Regions from separate parts of the Rattus norvegicus genome. Here region 2 is linked to region 1. The links are chromatin contacts, called in public Hi-C maps. All regions are on one chromosome and are shown on one strand. Each heading gives the region's core, a stretch centred on a gene start, on an enhancer-like site or on the middle of the called end of the contact. The rest is flanking DNA. Distances are from core to core; before and after follow the strand shown.

Evidence for each region. A called contact is a pair of places that touch in the nucleus more often than the background predicts.
Region 2: a Hi-C map of frontal cortex shows a contact between it and region 1, with 1.9 times the contacts expected there. The contact joins two enhancer-like sites. A contact is called at or near these places in 2 of 12 Hi-C or Micro-C datasets (Schwann cells and frontal cortex).

Annotation. Positions count from the first base shown.
Region 1 is chr5:76,314,346-76,322,004 of GRCr8, forward strand. Ctnnal1 (catenin alpha-like 1) reads right to left here. Exons shown (of 19, transcript NM_001106649.1): 12 at 5,387-5,424; 13 at 1,624-1,674; 14 at 1,372-1,526; 15 at 1-44. Among named protein-coding and RNA genes, the nearest start is that of Abitram, 17 kb to the left of the region's middle. Within about 2 kb of position 3,041, at least 5 of the 93 cell types and tissues checked have an H3K27ac peak or open chromatin away from gene starts, as enhancers often do.
Region 2 is chr5:76,835,093-76,842,410 of GRCr8, forward strand. It overlaps LOC134486937 (a long non-coding RNA gene), which reads left to right. Exons shown (of 2, transcript XR_010066520.1): 2 at 5,797-6,278. Among named protein-coding and RNA genes, the nearest start is that of Ptpn3, 18 kb to the left of the region's middle. Within about 2 kb of position 4,614, at least 12 of the 93 cell types and tissues checked have an H3K27ac peak or open chromatin away from gene starts, as enhancers often do.

The sequences.
Region 1 (7,659 bases), core at 1,791-4,290:
GGAAGTGAATTAAGTCCTGGGAAGTTTTCAGTGGCCCCTCTCCTCTAAAAAAGAATGTTATTAGAATAAATATAAATATGAGCCTGGAAGTTGGCTTATAGAACATTAATGTTTTAGAGTATTCTGTATATTAGCAGAACTCAATTTATAAAGAATATGATCATACCGATAATATTGTGACATTTTCCTTAAAACGGCTTTCATAATTACTTCCTAATTATATGTCTTATATGTTAATTTCACAATGCAAAGAGAACTGAAACTGGTCAGGTGATTACTGCTATTTGTCTTTTTCTGGCTGCCTTTATTTTGCTTCAGGCATAAATATATGAGATCAGATACTATGTGTCAACCAAATGCATTTCCTATGCAATGAAAAGAGCACCGGACCCTGGCGGGAGCTCAGCTTCAGCTTCAGTGGGGCTTCCAGTTCTAACTGTAGAAAATAATCGCAATACTACTGTACTGACAGTCTTAGTCAGGAGTTTAAAGCTACCAAGAACTAGGAACTCTGAAAAATGAAAGGTAAATTCCAACAGAGCAGCCAGCAGATGCTGGAGAGGAGCTTTGGCCTGGGCACAAATCAGGAGATGCACACACACTCCTGCAGCAACAACTCCTGCCTCCCCTAACAGCTGTGAGGTGCAAACAAACTCTTTCTGTTGTCTGTTAAATGCTGGGAGGAGCAACTGGAACCATGAGACAGAATTATATCGAAAGTTACAAGGAAAACTTGAAAAGCACTAGACTGTCTTTAATATTTTATTAAGAAATAGGAATTGTTATATAGAAATAATTATTAATACATTTATATACGTCATTACAATGATCTCAAGCAATTGCCTGAGGAAGGGCTATCAACATGCCTAGGGACAGGACAGATCTCCAGACTGAAGGCTACCCAGTGACCTTGCTGGGAGTACCTAGATGACGTTGGCATGCCAAAGGACGTAGGGGAGAATGTTGAGGAAACATGCAGACACTGTGGCAGAATAACAACTTGTGCTTTGACCACAAGGAGCTGTTGGCATTGTGGAGACATGCCTCAGTGAACAATACAGCACACATTCATGTGGTACAGGACTGTATTCCTGAACCTTAGTACTTCTAACCCCAAACCACATATCCCAGCCGGCAGGACTTCAGCTAGCCTCTGCTACTCCATGGGGTTATTCTTCACATGTCTCAATCTTTGCTTAACTTTGTGAAGATTTATTTATTTATGGTGCATACCTATAGTCCCAGGACTCAGGAGCACGAGACAAGAAGGTTCCTGCAAGTTCTAGGCCAGCCTGGGCTGTCGTCTGAGACCCTGTCTCAAAAATGGCCAAATAAGCAAACACGTAAACAAATTAAAATGACACTGCATACCTAGTAAATAAATACAGAGAATAGGCCATCCTGGACATATTCCGTCCATGTCGAACGATCTCGTTGTCGTCATCTTCCCATTTCTCGATTTCACAGTCAGCATCGGAGGAAAGCAATCCCAGCTTCAGCCCAAGCTTGGCTATCTTGGCTTGCTCCTACAAACACACTAATCACAGGTCTGTCCTTGGAAGGAAGATTTCACAACTCTGTCTCGTTATGGGTACGAGACTGTTACACAACCAAAGAGCTTACCTCTGAATCAGGTTTGTCAGACTTCACTGATTTCAGGTTTGCATTATTTTTCTGTGACAATAAAAAGGTTAGAAAGTCTTAGTATTCAATTGTGAGGAAAGTTATAATAGAAAACATATGAACTTGTAAGGAACTGCAACTTTACAATACCTAGCAGGTGGTAAAATTAAGCAGGTTATTCTACTGGGTGACTTCTGCTCAGAGCAAGTCATCAGTTTGGAATTCAGGGCTAACGGGACAAAGACAGAGGGTAATGTCCAATCTGCTTTCTGTGTTACTAGCTGCCTGCTTCTTTTCACAAGGTCTTTAGGGACCTTAAGACAGCACCTAAAATATTCTCAGAATCTACTGATACTGTGCCCAGAGCTCCCTGACTTCTCTGTTACAATAATATTATTGTAACATTTGAATGATTCTGATGAAATGTCATTTGTAAGGATGTTCCTACTAGTTATGATGCTATAATCTGATGCCTTCAACACTCTCAATTTTAATACAGTTTTACTGCTGCTGCAGTGGCTAATCCTGAAGCCCATATTGTAAAGACCCTACATTTTGAATTTAGGATTTACCATAAGCCAGTGCTCAATGGTCTCCAATTTTAGGAAGAACATGTTTTGGCATAAGTATTAGGAGCTCAGTGCATTTCCTCTAGAAGGGAAGAAGCCTATCATAGGTCACCAGGCTAGTTCTGAGATTCCTGCTAATTCCAGCAACACAGAGCAACCACCAACTATAACACTGCTTCTTTGAAATATATATTCGAAAGTTCTTTGGAGATGACAGCCCACAGTGAGAATTTCTCATACTCTCAGACATATCAGGAGTTCAATAGAGACTGACCAACAGCTGGAGAAAGCAATTGTCCAGTAGAAACACTTATTCAAATTAAACACACACACACACACACACACACACACATGACATACATTTACATATGTATATACAAGATGTGAATTACAGCCAAATAAATATTCATGTGCCTGTCTAGCTTGGGAGTCACATGGTCTTTAGTTCCTTCCAGTAGGCCACAAAGCAATGTGAGTCAAACTCAGTACCTTCTCAATGCTTCTACATTTTACTTAGACTTCATTCCCTATCTTTCTCATATAAACTACTTGTGTTACATGATTTTTATTTTTACAAATTGGATTGCAAAAGTACTTAATGAATGTTAAGAACTGTAGAAGACAAACAAGCCATCTTTAAAGTGTGGCCACAGGGCAGTGACAAAGCTCAGTGAGTAGAGGCCCTGGCTACCTGGCCTGACAGCCTACGTCTGGTCCTCAGGACCCACACAGTGGAAGGAGAGAACCAACCCCTTCAGATGTCTTCTGGCCTGCACACACCTACCACCTACCACGGCACAGGCTCACACCACACCACCCCCGCCAGGAAAAATGAAAAAATGTAAAAACAAAAACAGACAAAAGGAAACTGTGGTCAACCTTGCCACCTAGCGGACACTATTGGGAAATACAGTTCTGTTACATAAAGCTAAAGCTTTCCAAAAATAATTAGCACAAGACTCTAAGTTTGCTCTCTGAAAAATGAGATACAGTTCTCTAAAAATATAGTTAACTGTGCTACATTCAACTAAGGAAGTGGTTTATATTTTGAGATTGTTATTAAATATGTTATTATATTATATATATTAAATTTAATATATATATAAAATATGTTAGTGTCCACTAAGTTCAATAAAATCTTCCCTTCAACCCATTGTACTGGAAATGGAGCCTGCACCTATGAAAGGAGGCAAGTGCTTCAGCAGTGAGCCACTGCAGGAGCACTCCCTCAGTGCAGGAGCACTCCCTCACTGCAGGAGCACTCCCTCACTGCAGGAGCACTCCCTCACAGCAGGAGCACTCCCTCACAGCAGGAACACCTCACTCACAGCAGGAGTACTCCCTCACAGCAGGAGCACCTCACTCACAGCAGGAGCACTCCCTCACAGCAGGAGCACTCCCTCACAGCAGGAGCACTCCCTCACAGCAGGAGCACCTCACTCACAGTAGGAGCACCTCACTCACAGCAGGAACTCTCCCTCACAGCAGGAGCACCTCACTCACAGCAGGAGTACTCCCTCACAGCAGGAGCACCTCACTCACAGCAGGAACTCTCCCTCACAGCAGGAGCACCTCACTCACAGCAGGAACACCTCCCTCACAGCAGCAGCACTCCCTCACAGCAGGAGCACTCCCTCACAGCAGGAGCACCTCACTACAGCAGGAGCACCTCACTCACAGCAGGAACACCTCACTCACAGCAGGAGCACTCCCTCACAGCAGGAGCACCTCACTACAGCAGGAACTCTCCCTCACAGCAGGAACACCTCACTCACAGCAGGAGTACTCCCTCACAGCAGGAGCACTCCCTCACAGCAAGAACACCTCAAACACAGGAGCACTCCCTCACAACAGGAGCACCTCACTACAGCAGGAACTCTCCCTCACAGCAGGAACACCTCACTCACAGCAGGAGCACTCCCTCACAGCAGGAGCACTCCCTCACAGCAGGAGCACTCCCTCACAGCAGGAGCACTCCCTCACAGCAGGAACACCTCACTCACAGCAGGAGCACTCCCTCACAGCAGGAGCACTCCCTCACAGCAGGAGCACCTCACTCACAGCAGGAGCACTCACTCACAGCAGGAGCACTCCCTCACAGCAGGAACTCTCCCTCACAGCAGGAGCACCTCCTTTTTGTTTTGTGGTTGTTGATTTTGTCTGGTTTTGGATATCTGTCTTACAGGTTGTTTTGGGAATCTGTCTTACAGGTTGACATCAAATTCATAATCCTCCTGCCTCAGGCTCCCAAGTGTTGCAGGTGTGCACTTCCATGCCCAGCTGTATGATGTCTTTTCTTATCCAAAACTGTTTTATAAGAGGCCCAACATATGGCATTTAAAACAATCAACCTATGTTTATTTGATTAAATATAGCAGTAGACTAACTGTGTCATTTATTGGATTCAAGGTGGATGAAAATTTTTTAAAAAATTAGATAAAACATATAGTACAAACTGTTTCTCAAAATGATTTTGTAGTCTCTTCCTTGTTTTATTGCTACCTATATTCAGTTTACAAAAGTATTTCAGCACCGAACCATGGTGTGGATGCAAGTGCCCGCAGTGCCCAGAAGAGGGTGTCTGATACTCTTGGACCGAGTTAGAGGTGTGGTGAGCTGCCCTCCATGGGTAATGGGAACCAACCTCAAGTCCTCAGTAAAAGAGTATGCACTCGTAGCCACTAAGGCATCTCCACAGCCCCTTGTCCTTTTGAAACTCTGAGGATTTGTCTTCAGTTCTCTTCCCTACAGCAGTTATTGCCGCTGCCATTACTGTTCCCAGACATGAAAGTTTCACTGTCTAGCTTCTTACTCTTGGTACTCCTGGTACTCCTGGTATTGTCTTTGAATACTCACTATGCCTTCACCACCAAATACTATTAATAATTATTAATCTCTCTCTTCTCTTCATTTCCTTTTTATATAAGATTAAATATGTACTATCTAATATAGCAGCTGTTAGCCACAACGTGGGCAGTGTGGTTAGGATGCTATTCTCTGAACCCCAAGCTGAATGCAAATATTAAGAGGACAGGTCCTGTGTGGGCTGCTGCTCAGAGTAGTATCTCTGAATAGTGGACATAAACTCTCCTAAGTGTTCCCTGTTGCTAAGGGAGGGTAGCAGCGATACATAAAAAGAGCATAATTTCAATTCTGAAGACAGGCATTTGAGTGCACAGAGCTCCTGTACTTACCATGGGCTTTGGAAGTGAAAGATGGTCATACTTCTCTCCTACAAATAACACAAATCACTTAAAACCTTTCTACTGATACAGTTTTATTACTCAAATTTAACTTTTACAATAGCAAACAAGAAGGTTACATTAGTTGTGATACTCTAGACTGTCGATTATATGTGACTCAGATAGACAGCATAACTTGGTTTGCAGACATGAACAGTAGCAACACCTGCATCCCTAAGGCACCTACAATGCCAGAGCTCACCACCAAGTAAAGGGAAAACAAAAAGCAAAATGTGTCATTGGGATTGACTTCCATTCCCAGGCAGCCTCAATCAGAGTGGTCCTCCAGCAGCCTGCCACTCCCCCAAACCAGGATCTTCGAATCAGGACCAGCATCAGTTCTTCTTCCCTTCCTCCTTACACAAACCCCATCATCCCAACTAGCATACAGTTCTCTTACTTGGGGAAAGGACAACTCCAGTGGACAAGACAGGAGGAGGAAGTAAAACACACAGATTGGGGGTTGTGAGTAATGTGAAGTTGACCACAGGGAAGGCAGGCTGCCTGCAAGGTCCGGTTCACCCCCCTCCCATCCCCCCCCAACACACCTGCTTATCTGTCATCTTTCTGGCTTGCAGATCAGTTTACAATAGATAGTGATTTTGTTTTATAAAGCTAGTCTGTGAATTTAAGATAAGGTTTGTGCAATAAATTTTAAAAAACAAAACAAATAGCATAAAGAATCAAAATTAGAAAGCCATTTCCACCCATGTTGCTACTTTCCAAATACACTTAGCATTAACATATCACCATCATCTCCATCATCACCATCATTTCCATCACCACCATCACCATCATCATAGGCTTTTTAAAATGGGATTTCTTTGTATAATAGCCTTGGCAGTCCTGGGACTTGCTTTGTAGATCTGGCTGGCCTCAAACTCCATATGACCAAGCCAGCTTAGCATTAACATTTTACTGATGGGGGAAAAAGCCAATTCTTTTCTTCTGGTTGGATTCTTTTTTTTTTTTTTTTTTTGGTTAATTTGACACAAGTTACTTTTGGTTACAGTATTTAGCACAGCAATAGAAACCCTAAGACATTTAGTGACCATCAGTAATTAATTAGTATTTTGTTATAAGAAAATAAAATAAATGAGTATAAAATTTGAAAATGAGTATAGGATTTGAAAATCAACTGCTGAGGCTTTTAGATGTTTGTGATTTGTTGCTCGTCCTTGTGTATTAGGGAACAAACCCAGGCCCTTGCACAAAGCATGAGCCATACAACTAAACTACAGCCCAGCAGCAACTGCTTCTTTTTCTTCTTTCTTTCTCTCTTTCAAAAAGCATTTATCTACATGTGAGTGTACATGCATGGATATGTGCACTCAGCAGTTAGTGGGACCAGTGGGAACCAGTGGGAGCTTGTAGGAATCCTTCCACTTGGCCACCAGGCTTGGAGGTCATGTCAGCACCCCAGTTTGGCTAGCAGACACCTTCTTTTCAAGGAAAATGGAGTGTACTCGGCCTCAGTACAATATTGATTTTAGACTGAAGAGATGACATTATTTTCTAAGACAAAGCCTTGTGTAGCTCAGCTGACCTCCAACTCACCATGTAGCCCAGGATGACCCTGAGCACTGATCCTCCTGCCTCTAACTCCTGAGCACTGGACTTACAAGCAGACACCATCACAACCCCGTTATGCAATGCTTGGGGTTGGAACCCAGGGCGGCGTGCATCCTAGGCAAACAGTCTACCAAGTAAGCAACATCCCAGCCCATGAAATAATAATATTTTAGGCACAATGTGAAAGGACTTACCCAAGGCCACATAATGGTACAAGAAACAAGCAAACAAACAAACAAACCTAAAATGTATTGCAAGCATGATGTCCAAAGAGAGGGCAGCTCAAAGGGCCAGGTAATATGTGTAGGACTCCATCCTTAGCTGATAGTTATATTCAGTTATCTCTTCCAGAAAGACAGCCTACCCTCAGCTACTAAGTAGAAAACTAAAACAAGGATCCAGGCTCCTGCCTGGGACAGAGATCTCAGCAACCTTCTCAGATGGATTTCAGAAGAGAGATTGGAGCAGACTTGTGAGCAGTTGCCAGAGTTCGCTCATTCCCCTTTAGGAGCCATTAGAGGCAGGGTGCAGTTCAACTGCCCAACTAACAAGTGTGAAAGGCTGAGAAAATGCCATCCCTGGTGTCTCTCAGACTTTGCTCCTCCCTCCTGTGGGCACTGACAACTAACTTTTTTAAACTTCTACTTCACCAT
Region 2 (7,318 bases), core at 3,364-5,863, 520 kb after region 1:
TCTGAAAGGCATTTGTCGGTCAACCCTGCTCATCTCTCTCTTGGCGGCAGGGCGCACACACTCTCTGAGGAAACACCACTCTACTCTCCCAGCTTTCTGAAGGGAGGTATTCACTGCAAGTGCTAGGTAGGGACTCTTTGTGAGTCTTAGTGGCTCGTTTGTCACACAGGTATAATTAGTGTCTGCCTCTTGTATGCTTCGAGGGTGGACTGACTAAGGTGTGCGATCCTGGGCCAGAATTACAGACACCGTGCACGGCATTAGGAATGCTTTCACTGTGTGTTATTTGTTTATTTTTTTTCTTTTTCTTTTTTTCAGAGCTGGGGACCGAACCCAGGGCCTTGCGCTTGCTAGGCAAGCGCTCTACCACTGAGCTAAATCCCCACCCCCCTATTTGTTTATTTTTAATACGAGTATGCTTAGGGATCTATGTGGGGTAAAGTCATGTGAATGTAATTGCTCTTAAAGTCCAGAAGAGGACTGAAGATCTGCTGGGCTGAGTGAGAGGTGGTCGTGAGCACTTGAAGTGGGTGCTGGGAGCTGGACTCAGTTGAGCCATTGAGCCGTTTCTCCAGCCCCATTTTTACCCAATTTAAGGAAACCAATTAGAATTCATTCTAAGAACTGCATCTTTGTGATCCCTGCCCAAAAAATGCCTCAGGGAAGGGTAGCCTGTGCACTTGTCTGCTGGTTTGGTTTTGTTGTTGTTACTATCATTGTTTGTTTAGTTTTTTGAGAGAGAAAAGGTCTCACTAGCCCTGAATGTTTTGAAATCCATGCAGACCAGGCTGGCCTTGAATTTACAGAGATCCACCTGCTTCTGCCTCCCGAGTGCTGGGATTAAAGCATGGGAGACTATAGCCAGCTCTGGGCAAGTCTGGATCCTTTCTTTGAGTGCTACTTGGTATTTCCTTTCCTCACCCCCGTCTTCACCCCTTTTGTGTTCCTATGGACCAGCCCCTTCCATGCATCTCTAGTTCTCAGCCTTCCTGATGCTGCAACCGTTTGATACAGTCCCTCATGCTGTGGTGACCTCCAGTCATAAAATTATTACTGTAATTTTGCTACTGTTATGAAGCGTAATGTAAATATCTAACATGCAAGATATCTGATCTATGACCCCAAAAGGTCATGACCCACAGGTTGAGAACTGCTGTCATAAACCAACATAATATATATTCACCTCTTTCCTTAGTCCTGCCTCAAGCCAGGCACCATATCCAGAATGTCCTTTATTGTCATTCTACACACTCTTGGGTCTTGAAACTTTAGGACCTGTTAGTGTCAACCCGTCTGTTCAAATATAACCGGCTGATCTTATCTAGAACCCCACCCCATCTGGGTGTTTACCTAGGGGCCCTAGGTGTGGTTGGTTTTAGGGAAATACATTTCAACTCCCCGCCCTCCCACTGCCAGCTCCTTGTCGGCAGGGGCTCTTTTCATGTTGTCTTACATGATTCTAGCCCCGAGCACACTGTGCACATTCAGGGCAGGGGTTTGCACACTTATGTTGGCTGGATGTGTGCAAGCCAGGGGCATTCCCCTGCAGAAGCGGCTGCTCACTCTGATTTTCTGTTGCTGGCTCGTGTGCTTCTTGTACCCACGAGGTGCTTGCCTGATCTTTGTTGGTGGGGCCGTCTAGCAGGTGCAGGAGTGCTTGCTTACATGGGTATTGTATGTGAGTGAGATGAATATGAAGGCTGAATTGACAGTGAATATTGCTTTGGAAGTTTCGCTGTCTACTAGATCCTCCGCCTAAATGTCCCATGGATGCTTCCAAACGCAACAAGTCTCAAACTGACAGATAAGTTTTGTCCCATAAAAATTCTTCCTTATCTGTTGGCGCTTTCCCCAGCTGCCCAGACCCCAAGCCCTACACAGTGATACTGTCCCGTCTCCGCCACAGAAAATGGTATAGTCTCTCCATTCAACCCACACGACACTTCCCACTGCTTTCTAAGCTCTGCTTTCTGTTCCTAGATCTACATGTATCACCCTTGGCCTCTGGAAAACAAAACCTCCTAATTCATTTACCAGTTTCCACCCCACCTCACTCCTCTTCAGATGCAGGCACCATGGTGAAGCACACTCTTCCGATGGTTACACTTCTGATGATAGGTGTGTGGTCACCTCCACAGTGGACAGAGCCCAGACTGTCACGTTCCGCAGTCACGGAGCCACCTAGTTTCAGATATCATCTTTGGGATGTAAGAGCTTGAGGAAGAGGCAGTGAGGGACATTTACTCTTTTAGTCACTCGGCGAGTACTGATTAGCAATATGAAGAGGCCTTGTTTCATGGAGTTTATATGTGAGGAGAGAAGTGAACGAAGTCACCGGTATCTGCTCTTAAGAGGACCAGGCCACTACAGCTCCACCTAGAGAATGGGGACGTGGGTAGTTGTCTACGTCCTGGGCTCCTCTACAACCACGTTCTTTGCCATGTGACTTTGTAGTTTCGTCTATGAAAAGCAGAAAGACTTCCCTCTTGCTTGATTTGGAGTTGGCTTTGAGACTTGCATGGGCATGCTGGAAGATGGGGTGCAGCGGGGCTTGGGGTGGGCTTTCGGGGCTGTGTTCATCGTGTGTAACTCTACTTCCACTGCACAGACTGTCCCAGGCGACTCTATGTTCGAGAGGAAGGAGAAAAACGCAAAGTACAACTAAACTGCAAACAAACGGTTGTTTCAGGACATGGACTTTTGGGAGTGGCTTCTTATTCAGCCTCGAGACAGGGGGTGAGGAGAGTTAATTCTCTCTTCTGAGAGATTTACATGACAACCTTGAATTGGAAGTACTGGTCCAGAGGGACTGGCCTGCATTAGTATGGGGCCTCATATTTCTTCGATACAAGAAGGTAATTCCATAGAATAGGTACCCTCATATAGCTGTTTCAGCAGCACCTAGGAAATCCGAGACTCTTTTCCATATAGCCTGAAAGAACCATTTGATGAAATATTATCTCTGGACGTCATCCAGAGGTCCTGAGAGGCAAGCCTTTTCTTTTTCTAAAGATCAATTTTTATTATTTTTAATTATGTGTATAGGTTTATGTAAGGGTAGACACACTTGAGTGCAGGTGTCCTCCGAGACCAGTGGCATTGGAGCCCCCTAACCAGCCTAGCATTGTTCTTTTTTTTTTCCCCTTTTTCTCTTTTTCAGAGCTGGGGACCGAACCCAGGGCCTTGTGCTTGCTAGGCAAGCGCTCTACCACTGAGCAAAATCCCCAACCCCCCTAGCATTGTTCTTGATTGGCACGTGGGCACAGAACATGTGGAATAGTCTTCTAGTTCTAAAGTCTGACTTAACCCCTGTTAAACTAGTGAGTTTATTGAGATAGTTTGCCTGGCATCTTCTGGATGATCTCTTCCCAAGCAAAAAGCCACAACTGATTTGGTTTATCTGTCCTCTTGCCTGCCCACACATCCATGGTGGCTAGAAGGATTAGGATGGAGAGACAAATGGAACATGAGTGCTCTTAGAGGGGTCAGAGACGAACAGAGGGTGCATGACTTTGTTCTTTTTCTGTTGCTGAGATAAAATACTGTGACAAAAATCAACCTAAGGAAATAAGGGTTTATTTTTTGGTTCATAGTTCCAAGGTGTCAAGGCAGCAAGAACTTGAAGCAGCTCATCACATCACACCCGTGATCGTGAATGGGGTATGAATAGCTGAGCTGCTGCTTTTCTCCACTTATACAGTCCATGTTCCCAGCCAGGGAATGATGCCACCCACAGTGGACCGGTCTTCCTATCTCACTTAACTAATACATTTAAGATAATAACCCCAAAGGCATGTCCAGAGGCCCATCTCCTAGATGAGTTCTAAATTCTATCAAGTTGACAGCACCAACCATTACAGGGCCACAGACTGTTATAAGGAGGCAGAACGTGTCTTTAATTCTAACACTCGGGAGGCAGAGGCAGGTAGATCATTGTGGGTTTGATGCTCGTCTGATCTACAGAGCAAATTCAAGGAGAACCAGGGCTATATAGATACTCTGTCTCAAAACCAACCAACCAACCAGAAAAAAAGAAGCAGTTCTGATGCCAATGTAGAGTGGAGAGTGTTTTGGGGAAAGCCACTTTGTCGGGTATTCCTCATTCCCCCATCCACGTATGTTCTTGATTTTCAACCCCTTTGCTCTAAGCCCGGAGAAGCTGCCTTTTATGGCTTGTACCCTGGGCTTCTTTGGCTTCTATTTGGGTCCAACCAACAAGAGACAACATCAGGATATAGGAGAGTGGAGCAGGCCGAGCGTGGGATGGATTTTTACTTCACCCCGCCCACCGGCTGCCTTTTGGCAGCTTGCCGCATTCTTCCCCAGCCTCCTCTGGGCCTTTAAGTTTGGGGAGCAGTAATTGCTTCCCATGCCTGCAGATGCCCACACACTTTCTCATCTTTACTTCCTTGAACCCGTTCAGCCCTCTCTCAGTAATCTCTCCGCGGCGGCACACTCTCCAATTGCCTTTTCCAATGTGCCCCGTGCATCCTGCAAAGACAGGAAAACAAAAACATTGCCTGGAAAGGTCAATAATCCTGGCCTCCGTGCAGCTCGGTTCAATTCAATTTAGCAAACATTGACTGAGTGAGGTCTTCTTTCCCAGGTTGTGCGCCAGGAACTGGGGTCAGAGAAAACACAGACACAGAACCTATCTGCGGGGACCTAGGCGTAGCTTCCTGGGAGGCTGGATGCGGGGAGAAGGGGAAGCACGTACTGTGGTAGGCAAGTAGGGTACAACTGGGTCTGAAGCTGTGAGATGCTGGAGCTGTGAGGTGCTCCCTCCTCTAGGTCATCTGTGTTGGTTGGGGACCCCCTACCATCATCCAGTTGTCTCCATTTTGGCTTCTTTTCAAGGAGCCCGACCCGCCTACTTAGCTAGGCGCTACTGGCTCCCCGTCGAGGAGTGTCTGGGAGAGGAAGAGAGACTTGGCAGCATGGGCCTGGGAGCCCTGGGGTGGAGATAAGAACTTTATCTGCTCTGTGCCCTAGATGGTCCACTGGGATTCCTGAGCCTATGAGCAACTTATGCTGATGTAGGGAGGGTGAACCTGGCAAATTCTGTAAACCTTAAAAAGGGATGAGATTTTTACCTCCTCTAGTTAAGAAGAAAACACCAGAGAGAGCAGCGGTCCTGGGGCCCTCTGACTTGTGCTTTTTCTAGTGCTGTCTTTTTCAATCTTATTTACAGTGGTAGAGCGCTTGCCTAGCAACCGCAAGGCCCTGGGTGGTTCGGTCCCCAGCTCCGAAAAAAAGAAAAAAAAAAAAAAAAGAAAAAGAAAAAGAAATGTGCATCAATCTTATTTACAAAGCCGGGTTCTGAGCATGCTAGATATGTACTCTACTACTGAATTATTCTTTATCCGTATCCCCACTCCCTCCTTTTAACGTAAGGTTTTGCTAAGTTGTTGAGGCTGGCCTGGAACTTGTGATCCCTCTGTCTCCGCCTCTAGAGTAGCTAATGTCTACATATACCGGGCCCGTTCCTTTCTTCTTTTTAAAAATATTTTATTCATTTTATGTGTATGAGGACACCGTAGCTGTCTTTGACACATCAGAAGAGGGCATCAGATCCCATTACAGGTGGTTGTGAGCCACCATGTGGTTGCTGGGAATCGGAACTCAGGACCCGTGGCAGAGCAGCCAGTGCTCTTAACCACTGAGCCATCTCCCCAGCCCACCAGGCCGGTTTTCAATATGGTCTGAGAATGTGTTACAACAGCGAGTTTATACAGCGTCCTTGCTTGCTAGACTCTTGGGCGTTGAACTCTGACCCACTCATCCGTTTCTTTCTAGGATTGTTCCTGAAGGAGTAACATGGGTGTGATGACCTCTGTTGGAAGAATGAGATGACCGTGGCTTGTGACAGAGAAGGGACCTATGCCATTTATGGCACAGCTGGGACTTGATACAAAGAACCTCGAGGGCTGAGACAGTCAACAGGAATACAGATGGAGCCACCTGCTCCTTGCTGGAGACTGTTTGCAACAAGTTTACATCAGTTCTCTTCTACTCTGGGGACAGCCTTGGAGGCATAAAGGTGAACAGCACCAGGCTTTACAGTCAGGGCTTCAAAGACTTGAAGGTAAGCATCACGATCATACCAAGAAGAGGCGGGACATACACTGAAACCGAGACACCCATTTTTAACCCGCCGACTTCATTCAGAGGCAGGAAGGGAAGGAAGACCCGGGACAGTCACATGTTACTTGTACGTACATATGTACGTACGCCTCTACACCGTGGCTCATTTTCCCTTCACCATCTCTTAAAGACAAGGAGAAAAGGAAATTTAAAAAACAGATGCGTGAAGCATCTGGATTTTAGGAACTGCGATTTTGGGAAAGTCGAGAGCAGTACAGGGTGACTTGAATGAGTCTGGTGGTCCAGGCTCTCTCTCTGCTACTGAGGAGCTGTGTGACTCTGACCATACTCACTTCACTCTTTGGGCTTCATCCGCATCCTTATCTACCTCCAGAGAGCTTTCATGACATTTTTATTGGGGGGTATGGGGGTGGGGGACAGTGCTAGAGGGGTGCAGGATTTTAGCGTCAAGCACAAGTCTTTATCGCCCTCTACTGTTCAGCTGCAGCACTGCGGGTCTGATTTGTTAGGTTCTCTAGAAAGCAAGCTTTTACGCCTTGCAATAATAAGCTGTGAGCTACCAAGTCCATCCACAGGAGTCTATAAGGTAACAAGAGAAAGCCAGTCCTCTCTCTCGCTCTCCCATCCCATCGACTTGGAAGTCCTGCTGGTCTCGCCCACACAGTTTCAATTAGTTTCCTAAGTGCTGCCTCCTGACTGTTGAAGCGCACACCCTCTCCGCCCTGACCCAGCTCCCCTCCATCATTACAGTTACCACACAGCATGTCAGCTGCCCTTGGCCATGCCTGTCTTTTTAGCTCAAAGTCTGCTGTCACTTGCCTTGTATTCCCCCCACCCCCTGTATAGCATGGGACACATGACCTCCCCAAACAAGTTAGTTCAAACGGTGACGACCAGACGGAAGAATAGATGAATCAAAGAAGCTCAGTGAGCGGAGGAAGGCTTGGGGGTGAGGAGGAGCTTCGAGGGTTCGGAGGGAGGCTTCCCATACAGGAAACTCCCTAGTTCCAAACTTTTGGGGTTCAGAGCATCAGCGAACAGAGGGGCAGATGGAGGGCTTTGGGGGTGCAGCTGCTCACACAGGTGTGCTCACCTGGAGAAGATGCTACCCTCAGAGTGCCCTCAGGGTCTGCACGCTACTCGACAAGAAACACGCACTTTGAATGGCGATCCAGAGGGGCTCAGCCATCTGTCACTTGGTCAGTGTTTTTCC